Regions from separate parts of the Callithrix jacchus genome. Here region 2 is linked to region 1. A link is a contact called in public Hi-C data. All regions are on one chromosome and are shown on one strand. The core of a region is the stretch at or near the end of the contact, and the rest is flanking DNA. Distances in the headings are between cores, read along the strand shown.

Region 1 (2,700 bases), core at 36-2,535:
ACCAAGGGGAGAAGCCACTGAGAGCTTCCCTGGAAGCACTTTGTACCTCATCTGGCCCAGAGTAGATTAAATATCAAGTTTCCTCCCTTCTTTCAAGTCCTGGTGCCACCATTGCTGGTGTTGTGACTTCAGGAAAGTTGCTTAACTTTTCCAAACCTTGATTTCCTCATTAGTAATGAGCAATAATTCCCACCATAGGGTGTTTGTAAAGATTAAATAATTTTAAATGCATTGAAGCATGTATGAACTGCAAGGCAATATGCAAACATAAGAGGTGGGAATGACTATGCCTATGATAACGTGGCTCAATTTACACAATAATAGATTTTCACACTTTGCATAAATAATGAGGGTTTCTATACTCAAATCACTGAACTTACTATCTTCAGGATCCAAAATCCCCAAGCCGAAAGCATCCCCTGCTGTTAGGTCAAATATCTCTTGCTGGTTTAGAGTTAAAGCGAACCTTGCTGACTCCTGGGCTGGAAACATGAAACAAAAATTTCAGTTTCCTGATCAATCCATTCTTTCTTCCCCTGGCTTCTGATAGGCCTCCTCCTTATCTTTGTAAACCCTCTAGCTGCGTTGCCAGTTGAAAGAGCCTCTTATCTTCCTCTTCTGCCTCCCATGGCGTTGATAAAAGGCACGAGGGAACATGCAGGATGAAAACGATCCTGGTCCTGCCAGCCTGAATTATTAAAGCATTGCAGGCTAAAGTGTGAGGTGTGTCTATGTTGGGGTGCGGAGTGAGTTGTGGAGCTGGGAGAGAGCTGAATTATTCACATAAACGTGAGAAGATCTGGGTTCTGGTCTTGAAATTCACAAGCCATCTCTCTACAGTATTTCCATTACTCAGTAAAGTAAAGGCATTGGATTTAAGCTTTAAGGACCCTTCTACTTCTTTCTAATTAGAATTCTGTGACCTCACCTCTTGTGGTGGATTAGAAACTCATCACTCTGTTCAGTTATTTCTACATTATGCCACCAGATGGCAATGTTTCCTTAACCCCAAAGAAAGTTTTCGTTCTGGTAAAAAGTCAAGTTTTGTGGCCAACTTTTCCCCCTCTGAACGTGCAAAAGAATGAATTCTCTGAAACTGTGGAGGAAAGAAGTAACTTTCCTTCTGAACTTCTCAGGTGGTTTATAGTGGAAACAGATAGGGCCCCTGTTAAGAGAAGATCTCTCTTCTCTTTGAGGACTGGGAGCTTCAGTCGGAATTTTATCTTCTGTGAGTGCATACATATGGTGGGAACTGGGAGATACTGGAATTGGTGGGTCCTCAGGAGGCTTAGGGGGCTTGGAGATGTGCCCTAGCTGGTCGGCCTACGTGAGCCCTGCAAAACTCTGACTTATAGAGGGGCATCTGGTGCCAAGTTTTTCCAGACAATGCAAAACCAGGAGCTGCCAGATGCACTCACAGCGCAGCTAAAATGGTCCTGGCAGAATCAGACTCTTTGCTCATAAAGGTCAGAGTTGCAAGGGAGCAACATAAAGTCCAGCCCCTTTCTTGGGCAGATGGGGAAATTGAGGCCTAGAGCAGGTCAGCTCTCCTGATTCTATCTCCTTGCCAAATTACTTTGTACTTAAACATCTCAAGTAGACTTTTCAAATGTCTCATCTTGCTGTATTCAGCTAGCATACCGTGTTAAGCCTGTTGGCCTCCGGGCCTGCCACGCCTCCACATCTATACACACCAGGGCATGCTGCATGCACTCAGTGAGACTCCAACAGTTGACAGATTGGTTCAAAGCCATCCAACAGCAGATCTAGCCAGTTGAGTAGAAAAGTCTTTAAAGTAATTGCTTATTAATCTGCAAAACAAATCTCATAGCAGGTTTTTTTTTTTTTGCATTTAACAACAATATAATAACAACAAATGTTTATTTAGTGTTTCCTGTGGACCAGGCTCTGTGTTAAGCACTTAACATCACTGTGTCATGCACTTTTCCTAATAAAGCTGTGAAATAGTTATTACAGAGACTCAGAGAGGTTAGGTAACTTGCCCCAGGTCACAGAGCTGGAAGAAACAGAGCCAATAGTCACACCGTGTTTTGCTTAATTCCAGATTTGATCTTCTAGGCTCTATGCTGTGCTGCCTCTTCATGACGGTTTTTCTCATTTACAGGATCTGATGCGGAAACTTACCAGTTTCTTATGGGAACAGCAGTCACCTCTCATCATTTTCCTGTTGTGACATGAAGTCTCAGTGATAGCGAGCAGGCTTAGGGCCTATAGAGTTGGTAATATCAGCATCACACCTACAGGACATTTAGAATGTGGACTCCAGGGATATTGAGAGATACTCCTGCATAAAGCTGCCAGCACCCGCGTCCAAGAAACACTCAGAATCTAGGTCTCCTTGGACATTTTCCCCACTGCCTACAAAAGCAAAGAGGAACAGGCAGTGCTGGGGACCGAGGGGGTGAACAGTCCTAATGGAAGCTAGCATGTTGGGAGTCTCCTCCATGTCATGCTCTGAGAGAAGTGCATGCACAATCTCATTTGGACCTTGTGACAGCGTGAAGTAGCAAGGACCCCATCCTCACAGGGGGCAATGTCTGCAATGCAGAAAGTCATCCTGAAGAAACGGATGCCAGATAAAAATGGTCTTCATAAATCAACGTTCCTGTTTTACCTTAAAAGCATGTGAAATGGAAATGGAAAGAGCTTATGAAGATGTAGACAGATGACAGTCAGTGC
Region 2 (2,700 bases), core at 143-2,642, 780 kb after region 1:
GTGCTTTAAAGCAACACCTTGGCCGCGTGCGGTGGCTCAATCCTGTAATCCCAGCACGTTGGGAGGCCAAGGCGGGTGGATCACGAGGTCAACAGATCAAGACCATCCTGGTCTACATGGTGAAACCCCGTCTCTACTAAAAATACAAAAAAAATTAGCTGGACATGGTGGTGCGTGCCTGTAATCCCAGCTACTCAGGAGGCCGAAGCAGGAGAATTGCCTGAACCCAGGAGGCGGAGGTTGCGGTGAGCCGAGATCGCGCCATTGCACTCCAGCCTGGGTAACAAAACGAAACTCCGTCTCAAAAAAAAAAAAAAAAAAAACCAACACCTCTTTAACTCTTATTTCGTATATTCGAATATTCCAAGAAAAAATGACTCAATACTTAAATCACTGGATAAATTGGCCCAGTTTCCCATTCACATGCACAAGTAGAGAGCCCAGCAGGTGAGGGAGGAGCTCAAGGCTGAGTTCATGGAGTTCCTCATTCTCGTTCCAAAACTACTTCTCAGGTTTCTGGTCTTTTTTTTTTTAACTATCAGTATTTTTATTATTTTGTGTGTGTGTGTGTGTATGTGTGTGAAACCGAGTTTCACTCTTGTCGCCCAGGCTGGAGTGCAATGGCATGATCTTGGCACACTGCAACCTCTGCCTCCCGGGTTCAAGCGATTCTCCTGCCTCAGCCTCCCAAGTAGCTGGGATTACAGCCGTGTGCTACCATACCCAGCTAATCTTTGCATTTTTAGTAGAGGCAGGGTTTCACCATATTGTGCAGGCTAGTCTCGGACTTCTGAACTCAGGTGATCCCCTCGCCTCAGCCTCCCAAAGTGTTGGGATTACAGGCATGAGCCACTGGGCCCAGCCAAGGTTTTGGGGTCTTAAGTATTTCACCTTTCAGGATTTCCATTTGCTATTTTACAAATGAGCGTTCTTTAAAACTAAGAATAGAGATAGTCCACTACAGCCCACAGGTCAAATCCAGCTTGCCATCTATTTTTGTAAATAAACTTTTACTGGAACACATTCTTGCTCATTTATTTACCTGTTGTCTGTGGTTGCTTTTGTGCTGCAACAGCAGAGTTGAGTCATCATGATACAGACTATATGGTTCACAAAGCCTAAAATATGCACTATTTGGCAGAAAAACTTTGTCAACCCCTAAAAGAACATTGGGTGCTTATCATCTGCCAGTCACAATTCTGCAGAGTATCATGACTCAGTTTTACAAAGGAGGCTCTGGGCCATTAAGTAATTTGCCCGAGGCCACGAGACTGGGCAACAAGTCACAGAGCTGGGATTTGAACCCTTGCCAGTCTGACCTCAAAGCCTGTGCTATCATCTCTACCCTGTGTGTACCTTCCCATACACCCTCCAAAACCCTTCCTATCCAGACACAGCCCTGAATTCTACCTCTATAGCAGGGAGAACCAATCAGCCCACCTGACAGTCAGCCAGTCTAGAAGAAAATGGGAACAGGTTTGACTGGGGAAGAAGGGATCTCCTCAGGGAATTTAAAGATTGTTAACTGCTGTTTTAGTTTTAGGACAAGTTAACTGCCTTCTAATTGCCATGCAAACAAATACCGCTCAGGTGTGACCAAAATTTAAGCATTTTAAGTCTTCCCTTGCTTCGGTTAGGAATTTTCCTTAAAACAGCTTGCTTTTCACTTTCAACGCTCATACCTAAGGGCTTCAAACCTCAGATTTGATAGCTCTGGATATCCAAAGTCACTTTAAAAAAAAAAAAAAAAAAAAAAAAAAAAGCATGGGAAAGGCTGCAAATGTTTAGTAGGGCTCTTTTTAAGTGAAAAAGCTAATAACAAATAGTATGTGGAATGATATCTTGATAAATAAATAAAAATCACTCATAACTGTCCTATTCTATGTGTTTGTTCACATGTGTGTGCTCTGAACCCCTCTCATAGCATGTTGGGAATTCTTTTTGCTTACACCTACTTTTAAGTGTTTGTACAATAAAAAACAATGTATTGCTTGCGTAAGTTTTTGTTTCCTGGTTGAAGATGCACATTTTCTGTTTTATTTTCTAAGTACACTGCTGAGCTTTTGCTGTTTTCTACATAGGAAGACACAGAGAATATGAACTCACCCAGATACAGAGGAAAATCAGGATCTTTCAAGGTTCAGACAGGTAGGGCATCCGGCAAGAGTGGGGCTGCAGCGCCCCCATGTGTCTAGGGTAGTGGAAGTCACCAGGAGTAGGCGGAGGAAGCTGGCTTCAGACGCTTGGGGCCAGGGGATCTGCCTTAGGGACTATGGGAATTCCCAGAGCCAATCAGCAGTTAAATGCTTGCTGAGTTTATTTTTCATACTCCATCTTGCCAAACCAGAAATCTGAGAGAGCTAGAGCTCCCAAGGCCCACCCTTTGGCTGCCTAAATTAAGGCTCAGGGGTTCCCATATTTTTTTCCCAGTGGCCGTGGAGGATCTTGGGAAAACTGTCTGGAAGGGATGCCAAGTCCCTCCCAGTGTCTGTTCAAGCGTGGCACCCTTAGGACCTCCCCTTCTGGAAGATTCAGCAGTGCTTGGATGGGAGGGTAGATAAATGTGGCATGAATCCATTTGGAAGGTTTTATACATCTTGAAGTCTCAACTTTAGGTGTGTCAAGGGGGTATTAAGCACAATGGTGCTTAAATCATAGTATATTTCAAAATAGCCAACTTTTTCTAAGCACCTATCTACC

The links. A called contact is a pair of places that touch in the nucleus more often than the background predicts.
Region 2: a contact with region 1 is called in a Hi-C map of skeletal muscle, with 15 times the contacts expected there. The contact joins two enhancer-like sites. A contact is called at or near these places in 3 of 3 Hi-C or Micro-C datasets (induced pluripotent stem cells and skeletal muscle).

The regions. Positions count from the first base shown.
Region 1 is chr10:99,958,511-99,961,210 of calJac240_pri, forward strand. No RefSeq gene overlaps it. Among named protein-coding and RNA genes, the nearest start is that of EHF, 35 kb to the right of the region's middle. Within about 2 kb of position 1,286, at least 3 of the 16 cell types and tissues checked have an H3K27ac peak or open chromatin away from gene starts, as enhancers often do.
Region 2 is chr10:100,734,334-100,737,033 of calJac240_pri, forward strand. All of the region lies in intron 3 of SLC1A2 (solute carrier family 1 member 2), which reads right to left. Among named protein-coding and RNA genes, the nearest start is that of SLC1A2, 29 kb to the right of the region's middle. Within about 2 kb of position 1,393, at least 2 of the 16 cell types and tissues checked have an H3K27ac peak or open chromatin away from gene starts, as enhancers often do.